Linked DNA regions of Mus musculus: region 1 is linked to region 2. The links are chromatin contacts, called in public Micro-C maps. All regions are on one chromosome and are shown on one strand. The core of a region is the stretch at or near the end of the contact, and the rest is flanking DNA. Distances in the headings are between cores, read along the strand shown. Region 1 overlaps Gm46873 (a long non-coding RNA gene). Region 2 overlaps Pax7 (paired box 7).

The links. Hi-C and Micro-C count contacts between places; a contact is called where the count stands out from the background.
Region 1: a Micro-C map of muscle stem cells shows a contact between it and region 2, with 5 times the contacts expected there. The contact joins two enhancer-like sites. A contact is called at or near these places in 2 of 15 datasets of contacts at CTCF or cohesin (embryonic stem cells and pro-B cells), 6 of 484 Hi-C or Micro-C datasets (the HPC-7 cell line, embryonic stem cells, epiblasts and 2 more), 3 of 115 datasets of contacts at active chromatin or transcription factors (embryonic basal ganglia, embryonic stem cells and large pre-B cells) and 1 of 9 other capture datasets (embryonic stem cells).

The regions. Positions count from the first base shown.
Region 1 is chr4:139,850,357-139,855,940 of GRCm38.p6, reverse strand. It overlaps Gm46873 (a long non-coding RNA gene), which reads right to left. Exons shown (of 3, transcript XR_001784470.2): 2 at 5,172-5,323; 3 at 3,021-4,567. Among named protein-coding and RNA genes, the nearest start is that of Gm46873, 20 kb to the right of the region's middle. Within about 2 kb of position 3,385, at least 10 of the 459 cell types and tissues checked have an H3K27ac peak or open chromatin away from gene starts, as enhancers often do. A contact at or near this core is called in muscle stem cells, where this site is marked.
Region 2 is chr4:139,741,562-139,746,616 of GRCm38.p6, reverse strand. All of the region lies in intron 8 of Pax7 (paired box 7), which reads left to right. Among named protein-coding and RNA genes, the nearest start is that of Gm42334, 9.1 kb to the right of the region's middle. Within about 2 kb of position 2,261, at least 24 of the 459 cell types and tissues checked have an H3K27ac peak or open chromatin away from gene starts, as enhancers often do. A contact at or near this core is called in muscle stem cells, where this site is marked.

The DNA.
Region 1 (5,584 bases), core at 2,136-4,635, 110 kb before region 2:
CAAGCTCCATTAAAGGGGCCCTGTCTCTGGGAGGATCCCTGAAGACACCACACACACACACACACACACACACACACACACACACACACACACACACACAGCCCTACCTGCTGCTGCCTGCCCCACCCCACTCTGAGACTACTGTATGTTGATAGTGTCACTGCGGTCACACTCATGACTTGTTCTTCCTACCTGTGTGACTTCAGATGAGTCCCGTTCCTCTCTGAGGCGCCAGGTTATAGACATAAAACACCGCACAGCTACTGACCCTTGGTATTGCGCTGACCACTAGGCCCTGAAACTGTGGACTGGATCCAGGCTGGGATCAGCCAGCAGGACCAGCCCCCTCTCCCCAGCCACTGGATCTCTACCCACATCCATTCAGGAACACAGGGGGACTGACAGTGTGGAGCCCACCTAGCATCTCTCAGAAGCTAAATCAGAGGGAAATAATTGAGGTTAATTCCTGGCCTGCATGGAGACCACCCAGCTCTCCTCCCAGCAGGCCTGAGGATTTATGGTGGCATTGTCATATAAAGACTTGGGAATCCTCAGAGCTGTGGGGGTGGGATAGGATAGTGGCTCCCTCCTCACTCCCTGTCCCTCACCCCCAATGCCTCCACCCACACACCTGACTCCCCTACCCTCCCCCCTCATGAAGATACTCATGACCATATTCAAGCCACCTCTCAGTTGTCCTCTACTCAAGAACAGCCCTTCCAAATGCTGTGTGACCTTAGGAGATTCATATGCCTCTCTGGGCATCTGGCCTCATGCGTTGTCAGCTTATTCAAGGGGCTGGCCCAACACACCAATGTGACCCCCCCCCAGGTTGTATGACTGGGAGGAGCCAGACTGCTGAGCCTGTCAAAGCTCCTCCCCCATCCCTCACCTTAACCTCCAGAAGGACAAACGGCTGCTGCCGACTGAAGTTCCAGAATGTTCCATAGTAACCCATTTAATTCTGGACAACCCTGTGCAAAGCCGTCACCGTCTATCATCATACTGAATCTGTGAATGAAGAAACTGAGGCAGGTGGGCAAGACCTCATGGGGGAACCAGTAAGCAGCAAGCCAGAGGACTCACTGCAGACCCTCCTCTCCTTGGGAACCCTTCCCGGTGCTGCAGACGGATCCTTGCTGGCTTCGGAGTACCCAGGCTGATGGTAAAGGCTGCGGGGAGCTAGGGTGATCTTCACAATAGAGCAGCCCCTGGGGACTTAATCTCAGCCTTCAGGAGGCAGAGGCAAGTGACCCTCTGGGAGTCTGAGGCTAGCCTGGTCTACATAGCAAACTCCAGGACAGCCAGGGCTAAAGAGTGAGACCCTGTCTCAAAAGACAAACAAACAGAATGGAGTTGGGGGTTGAGATCAGCCAAGTTCTCACAGCTGAAACCCAGGCGCGGGTTGCCTGTTCCCTTTGAGAAAAAGTCTAGGTTGTCTTTGAACTCGTAACCCCCCACCCTCACCCCCACCCCCACCTCATCCTCTCCATGAACTGCCCTCCGGCTCGAGCTACCACAAACGGCAGCTTTCGTGTTCCCTGGAACGTCCCGTGCTTTCTGTGTCCATCTGTCCTGTTCCTGCCCTTGTGCCTTACCTGGGTAGGTAAGTACTTTGGTCTGCCCTGGCTCTGAGGATATCAGGTCCTCCCTCTTCCACACTGGGCCCCCAGAGCTTGAAATAGGCACATGGCAAGAGTGAGGGTGGGTTAGAGGGTGTGGCAGACTAAGGGGCTTCTGCACAGGAGTGGGGACCACAGGAGAAGGGAGGTAACGAGCCCCAGATGGCAGGGGTAGAGGCTCCCTCAAGCCAGGCCTCTGGGAGCCAAAGCTGGGCAGCTGCTTGGGACGTCAGGACCCAACAGAAGAACTCGGGCACCTCCTCTTGAGCATCTCAGGGTCTCTGAGCTTTTCCCAGCCATTGAGCCTCCATTTACAGACACATTCACACCACAGAGACATACACACAGACATGCATACAATACCACACACACACACACCATACACACAAACAACACACACCACAGCATACCACATACCACAACACAGATGCACAACATATACACAGCATGCCACACACACATGCACACACCACACACACACTCACAAAACACACAATACAACACACACAATACACATAAAATCAACACACACAATACCACACCACATACATATGCAGACACACACACAATCAACACACACAATACCATACCATACACATACACATGCAGATACACACTGCACATACCATACCACAACACACACTACACACACACCCCACCCATACCCCCCACACACACCACAGCACACCACACATTACACATACACACACTACACACACACCACACATTACACATACTACACACACACACACACACTTCCCACCAGAGCTATGCAGTCCCCGAGGCCCTCTGTCCTCAGCCTGAAGAGCACCCTCTTGACTCCCGCCCAGGTCCTCCTGCTCACCCACCCCCTTGTCACCTTCTTCACCCATCCAAAGTTAATTCCTGAGAAACTTTCCTTGGGAGCGATTTTCACTTCTTATTATGCCCGCTGCGCCAGCCCTACTCCGTGCTATCTGGCTCCTTCAGCAGGGAAGCTGGTGTGACACTTGCCTGGAACAGCAGAGGTGACTGATGGGGGTTGGGGGGGTGGCTGTCTCCTGGGATTATGATAAGGGCTGGCGGGCTCTTGGTATGCTGGCCAGGCCTCGCCTTCCCCTCCGCACCGGCTGATAGGGGTAATTTTCCATGCTGGCCCTATCTGCTATCGAGGGAGAACATTCAAACTTAGCCCTCCGTTCCGATGCCACAGCACCCTGCAAGACGCCACCCCCTCCCAAGGAAATAGAACCTCATGATTTGAAAGGGAAAAAAATTTAATTGAAGTAGCCAGGTCATTCCTTCCCTATCGACTCCCAGATTTAATGGAAAACTCCAGACGGGTTTTTTTTTGAAGCCACGTGTGAATGTGGGGTGCTGGAAGACAGGCTGGAGGATGGGATGGAAGAGAGCTCAGGTGGGTAACAACCCCGGGACTGTTGTGACCTCATGCAAACACAGGGAGGTGCCCTAGCCCAAGACTGGTGCTCGGGTGTGGAAGGGAAGGTAGGTTGTGGGGAGTCCTGAAGAACCATTGGGGACAGGGAGCTGCCTTCATTTTCTATGTGCATAAAATTTTACCAAAGAAGAAAGAGGCGTCCGGAAGGTCCTCATTCCTGCATTATGGTCTTTATTGTTATTACCGGAGGGCTGGGGATTGTTTTCTAGGTTCGGAACCGTCAGCAGAATATTTACTGTATTGCACGGTGCGTTAGTAACTAGATTGCCTCCGTCTCCTCCTCCCACTCCAAGTCCCGTCTCCCTAAGGCAGGAGGAGGGTTCCCTTTTTGCCAAAGTCAGCAGCCAGGGTAGAGACGCCTGGCTCCCGGAACTCCGGGCTGGCTTCCGTGGCATCGCCTCAGGGGCCTCAGGCAGGGAGGGGAGGCTGCCTGGCTGCAGGATCCATCCTCCTGCTCAGCCTGGAGCTGGCTGCACCCCTTGTCTCAGAGACTCCCCCGACACCCCTTTGGCAGGACACCACACCCGGAACAACCGTCAGTAGCCACAAATGACAGCCTAGACAGCCAAGGGTGGCTGGCCGCAGGGAAGGGCTGGGCCACGGTGGGATGCACCACCAACCCCCTCCCACAGGAGCTGGGGGACAAAAGGGCCGAGAGAGGCTGCAGCCTGTCGCGGGCCCGGCCCACTGCAGCTTCCCATACAGGTTTAGCAGGTCTGTCCCAAGGAGACATGGCCACAAGCCATTCATTACAGATTGGTTCAGGGGAAGAGGGCTTCTGCAGACAGCCCGGCTCAAGGCTTCCAGCTCTTCCGTCCGCCCCTCCTCCTGTGAACAGCGCGAAGTGCTGAGCCTTCTCCGCATCCGGCCTTGAGCCGCACTTTTTCTCACCTATCACCTATCATCTCTTGGGCCTCCTCGCTCTGAACTTAAGAATTGAGCAGTGGATGGAGCTGGGAGCGTGGTTTAAGTTGGCAGAGTGCTTGCTGAGCATGTGCAAGGCCTGGGTTCAATCCCAGTGCCTTCCAAACCAAGAGTGTCACCCCAACACTCGGGAGGCAGGAGGATTACAAGTTCAAGGTCATCCTCGGCTACAAGTTGATTTAAGGATAACCTGGGCTACGAGAGACCCTGACTCAAAAATAAGAACAACAGGGTCGGGCTCTGTGACACACAGCATCTCAGAGTCCTCCCCCACAGCATGCGGGGAGGAGGCTCTGTTCCATCCTTACTGCAGACGAGAAAGGTGGGGGTGAGGAGAGCTGGTTGGATGTGGGAGGGTAGTGTGACTTTCCCCCCCACCCCGCGCGTCTGCGGTACCCACTCCAAATCCCTCCTGGGCACAAGGCACCCGCACCCACGATGATTCTGTGAGTCTAGGATTAAACCTTCATCATTCAACTTCTCATCAACCTAAAATAAATACAAATGTGTGCCTCGAATCTTAAAGCTCCGTGCCGGTTCCCAGCCGCAGCCGACTTTGTGTGCCAGGGCAGACATCCACGAGCTGTGGGGAGATCGCAGGCTTTTACTCTGGGAGCTGGGCAGGGAGTGCATATGGCTGCCAAGCCCAGCGCGACACCGGAGCGCCCGCCCGCCCGCCCGCCCGCCGTATCTCGGTCTGATTTCTGTGGCTGTAACAAGATGCCTAGTTGGTGGTGTGTTATGAAGAAAAGAGGATTCTCTAATTCACAGTCTGGAGACTTTAGAGCGTGGTGCCAGCGTCTGGAGTGGGGCCTGGCTGCATCGGAACATAGCAAGGCAGCATGGTGGGAGCCAAGGGACTGGGAGAAGGCACCTGGCAGGAGAGGAGGCCAGAAAGACTCAAGGGCAGGTTCATGGCTTCCCAGCCACCTCTCTTGCGGGAACTAACCAGGGTCCTGAGAAACCCTAGTGGACCTCTGCAGTGGGCAGAGCCCCTGACCTAACTGCCTCCCGTTAGGCCCCGCCCCTCAAAGAGCCCACCTCCCACTAGGCCCCTCCCCTTAAAGAGCCCATCTCCCATTAGGCCCCGCCTCTGAAAGAGGCCATCACCTAGCTGAGGTAGAGAGCATGCTTCCAGCCAGGTAATCTGACAGATATCCTTAAACCATACCCAAACCATAGCTCACCATTTTCCCAGCATCCTCTCAGCTCCACCACAGCTCACCAGTGCCCACCAGGCCTGTTCTTCTCTCTCTGGATCACTGTTCAGACAGATGACTTCCTGCATCTCCATCACTACTGTCACAGGTGGGATATCCAGACGTTATCCAGAAGGCACCTGCAGAGAAAGAACTCTGCCCTCTCCACTTATGACAGCAAATTCATCTATGTATTTCCTGCTTACTGGAAACTTCTGCTCAGCGAAGTGAAAACTGGCCCACTAAGAAATATAGGCTCTAGCAGTTAAAGTCACTGGTGTAGCTTTAGCCAGTGGCTTTAACCTCTCTGACCTTCGGTCTTCCCATCTGTGAAATGGGGTCATTGGGATTCTAATAATACATGTTCTGGGGGCCCTAGGGTATGTTTCAAAGCCACACTC
Region 2 (5,055 bases), core at 1,012-3,511:
TGCAATTGTGTGTGTGCCTATGGGAGTGCAGGACCATGCCTGTGAATGTGTGCTTGGGAAGCCCAGCACTACACGATCATCTGCATGCAGGACACACCAGTGTCCATGGAAGCCTTTCCACGCCGTCCCTGGTTGACCCCCTGACCTAGCGCATGTTCCCAGTCCAACACAGGACACACATGCTCTTGATAAAACATTTGAGAGCAGCAGCGGCAATGTGGCCGGCCCCGGGCAGGCGTTAGTCACACCCGGAGCCTGGAGCCCCTGCCCTGCTCCAGGGCGCCTGCCCAATTCGGAAATAAAATTAACCCCAAAGTCAGCATGGGGGTGGTGGAGGAGGGGGATCAAAAGAGAAGGGGCCCAGGAGGCCAGAAAGGAGAAGCAGTTGCCCTCCCTCTCCTTCCTCCCTCCTCCCCTCCTTTCTCCTCCTCCTCCGTTACTGCAGGGAGAGCTCAGGGCTCCTCAAGGGCCATGGTCTCCAGCCACTTACTGAGGCACCTCGGCCACCATGTGTCACCCAGCTGTCACACACACCCAGCCTCAGCTTTCCCACCTGCAGAATGGGTCTGGGGACGAGGCACATCCTCTCAGCCATTTCCAGCCACACTGCCTTTTTTTCTGTTGACCTTCTGGGGCAGTCCAAGGACATGTCACATTTCTGTTAACCAGCAGCCAACACCCCTAAGCACACAGGAGGCCAGGTTCTCTAATAAGCTTTGAAAGTCACACATTCTGGACTCCCCTGTGTTGGTCTTGATCCACCTGTCACTTGCTGCCTCCTGTCCCATGCTTGAGTTTAGCCCATGCAGCTCTGTGTGAAATACGTGCTTCTCAGCCACAGAGCTTCCCCACCTCCTGGTCCTCAGTTTGTTAGGCTCAAAGAGGTAGAGCAGTGTTCCCAATGTCCCACAGCCAGGCAGTTGTGATTCAGCTTCCTTACCTCGGAGCACAGGTGAGCCAGCCTGGGAAAGACACTTGGCACTGATCGGGTACACACTCTCCCGTGTGCACACTCGTGTGTGGGAGTGCTGCTGTCCATGTGCGCAGAGTCAAGGTGTAACTTGCTAAATGCGTATGCAGGGAGGGGAGAGAAATGATTGCTAGCTGGCGCCCCATCTCTGCTGCCACACAGGGCTGTGTGCATGGTCATTCTCACTGTCTTAGTATAGAAATGAGACTTAGAGAAGTTACTAGAGAGGGGTTGGTTGGCTTTGTTGGTGGCCACACCTGCATCCTGGTCATTAGGAGCCAATTTCAGGTGTGTTTGAAACATGCACGTGACCTAACTCCTGTGCAGCAGACCCCGCCTGCCCCTGGCTCCTAGGGCCTCTCTCCTTCCCAGAGACACCTCCACATCTTCTGGCTCTGGCCAAGTCCATCCATCTGCCCATCTCTAACCGTCCCTGGAGTGGGTGGGGGCAGGGGGGCAGGGATGGGGCACATGGTAGATTAATATGGCCCCGGTGTTCCCAGAGGCCAGGGCCATACTAATGATGGGGCTGATAGAACGCAGGAGTGTGAAAAGAATTTTAATAGATCTGACAACTCTAATAAGAATTTGTGTCTGGAAGGGTCCTCCTCTGGGGCTGCGCTCTGACGAGCTCCTGATGGCTGGGATCTGTTTACTGGTTGGCATTGCTGGCCCAGCTCCTGCCAACTCTTGATTAATGTAATTGGAGACGTTCAGAGCCCAGGCGGGGTGTGAGGCAGGAGAAGGGAGACACGGAGGGACAGAAGGACATCCAGGGTTGTTGACAGAGTCCCTAATGAGGAATGTCACCTTCCTGTCTTCTTGTCCAGCCTTTTGGCTCTACCCTAGGAAGAGGCAAGCACGCCCTACAGTTGGCCCGTTGGGTGCTCTGGAAGTTGCAGGGGGTCAGCAGGAAAGTTTGGCTTCTGAGTGCTTCCTTGCCTACCTCAAGGAGGGAAAGTTCCTACTGTGTACTGGGGCAGAGTGGATAGAGGTGCCAGAGAAACGATTCTTTATTTTGTTTTCCTTTATTTATGTGTGTATGTGTTCATGCATGTATGTATGCATTAATGTGTGTGCAGTTGTGCATGTGGAGGTCAGAGGTCAGGCTCAGGTCTCACCTGTAGACACTATCCCCAGCATCTCTCACTGGCCTGGAACTTACTAAACAGACCAGCAGGCATGTTGTCTATTGAGCCCCAGGGATCCAGATGCCTCTGTCTCCCCTGGGCTGGGGTCCAGACACCACCATGTCTGGCTTTCCTGCATGGGCTCTAGGGATCCGCTTTTCCTGTTTGCACAGCTTTGTCGATGGAGCCGTGACCATGGGTGCCCATGGGTAACTCTGGGCTGGCAACTGTGCTGTGCCTCGGGTTTTATTTTTCTCAAGTGGGAACTGTCCTGCCCAAGGCACAGAACCCACCTTCCCCTAGTATACAGTAAGTGCCAACCAAGTGTGGGCTCTGCCTTTGCTGTTAGCATGGCTCAGTGATGGACCTCTCAGACACCCCATCCACGGAATAACTGTAGTGGTCGTGTCAGGGCCCAGCATGGGACAGGCTGAGGCAAAGTAAGCCACAGCTCCCTGAGACTAAAGAAAGTTCACCTGAGGTGATGTGTGCTCTTGGTAAACCTTGCCTGGAGTGGAAAAGGTCACCGTGGGCATGTGGGGTGGGCGGAGGGCCTCAGTCGTGAGGGCTGTATGCACACCAGGGGCCATTGCCAAGATGCTGATACCACAAGATAATTCCCAGGGGCTGCTGGTGAGGCCCAAGGCTATGGAGCTGTCACCAGCCTGCCTGAGTCTGAAAGTGTAAGAGGAACCAGCTGATTATAGTCAGAGTCTCTAGAGACCTTAGTTCTACATTTCACCAAACAGGGACAGGGGACAGTCCCACTATCTGGCTTATATGACTGGAAAAATACCTAAAAGTACCCTGAGTACAGCATTGGGAGCAGGATAGCACAGGGCTAAATCTCTGGGGTTTCTGTTTCTATCCCTTCAGCCCTCTAAGAGGGTGGCTTACTGATCCATGGACCCTGACACCCAAGGAGAAATGACAGTGTGACCAGAGCTTTAAAGTTTTCCTTCAGCAAGAGTTGGCAACTCCCCACTCCCCATTCACAGCCAGGCAAGGGTGGCCATAGCTGCCTCTGCTCTGCTACCTTGGAGCCTGAGGCTGAGTGAGTGACGTCACCAGCCCAGGAACTCAGCATAGATCTTCCCCTCCACTCACCCACTATGAGCCTGGCTGGAGAGGCACACACACGATTCAAAGACACCCCAGGACATTTTCATAGCCTTTAGGAGTGGGGAGGCTTGTCCTGAGCCTTCTATGACAGCGTGTTTTAAAACAGTGTCTGTACCCCAGCTTTCAAGTAGATAAACTAACATAAAGGAAGACCAGTTTGCTCAAAACCATATGACTGGGAATGTACCCAGGAATGGCCACCCTTTTCTCCATGCCACCGCTAAAGGTCACATTTCTTCTAGGCCTGCGCTCACAAGCACCACACTCTACCTTCACACTATGTGTGTGGATTCTTTGCCTGCAGTTCTTTGGTTCATATGCTCCATCCCATGATATAGACAAGGAAACTGAGGCTGAAATGCTATGGCCCAGGTCACACTCAAGGTTGGGAGGCAACTATTGAGATTGTCCCTTTGGACTCCCTGGTCTCACCATCAAGCTGTGTCCCCTGCCTCCTGGCTCTACCTCCCCCTGCCCTGCTTTAAGCAGAAGATGCCACGCTTGGGGAAGCACAGAGATAGTCTACAGGGAGCCCTGAAAGGCGGGTAACAGAGGGAGCCTTGTGACTCTCCGTGCCCAGCTTTCACCTCTCTATGCATGGGGGTTCTGTGGGGGCACACTGGTTATAGTCACAAGACCTAAAGGCCCTGGGAGGCCCTGGACCTTTGCCTGTCCAGTGCCTTAGTCAGGAAAGATGTCTGCTAGAGCTTCAATTAGGACAGATCCACATGCTTCGCAGGCCAGCCATTGTAGTTGCACATGACAGACATCTGTGTCTTCCTCAGGTGAGCTCTTATGCTTGCAGGACCTGTGTGTGCATAGGTATCTGTTTACAAGGAGCAAGGGGCTCACACAGGTGTGTGTGTCTGTATGTGTGTGTGTCTCAAATGGGCATGGGTAGGTATTGTTATGTATGAATATTCATGCTATGCTCAGCATTGCCTTGTGAAGACACTCCTTTCCCCTACACACAGACACACACACACACACACACACACATACACACACACACACATACACACCACTCATTTTCACACGCATCCCCACCAATGCTCACAGGACTTCTCTGGAGCTGGCAGGCTGTGGGTTTCAGCTCTCATGTTTTCTCTCAAAGGCCCTCTTGGCTCACTTGCAAAAGCCACTTTGGCTCTTGTGCAAGGACCCTGTTGTGCCTCATGCATACCTGCACTCAGGGTCCAGAAAAGGTAGAGAGCCTTCATCCTCAGTGTTAACCTGGACTCACTCAGCCGGGTTCACTGGCCAGGATATGCAAATGGACTGAGGGAGGGAAGCTTAATTCTCTACTGAAATCTGGGATGTGTACGTGTACTTCCCTTTAGAGCCAGAAAAAGAGCAGACAAATAATAAACACTGAGGAAATATTTGCTGAGAGGGTGGGAAAGAGATTTATAAGGGAACTATGGGTGGAAGAAGGATGGAGGGTGTTCTCATTTTATTTCTGTTACTGTGCCAAATACCCTGACCAAAAGTAACTTAGGGAAGGAATGGGTTCATTTTACTTACAATGACATGTGTTACAGTTCATGATAACAGGAAGTCAAGGCAGGAACTTGAATTGGTCACATCAAACCCACACTGAAAAGCAGAGAGAAACAATGTATCCATGCTGTCTACTTACTTGCCTTTGGCTGGCTTCATTCTTAATACACCTTAGGGTTCCCTGCCTAGGGAATGGTGTCACCCACAGTGGGCTGTGTCTCTTAATAACCAATTAGCAGTCAAGACAGTTCCCCCACAGACATGTCCACAAGCCAACCTGATCTAGACAATTCTTCAACTGATGCTCACCTCCCAGGTCATTTTAGGCTGTGT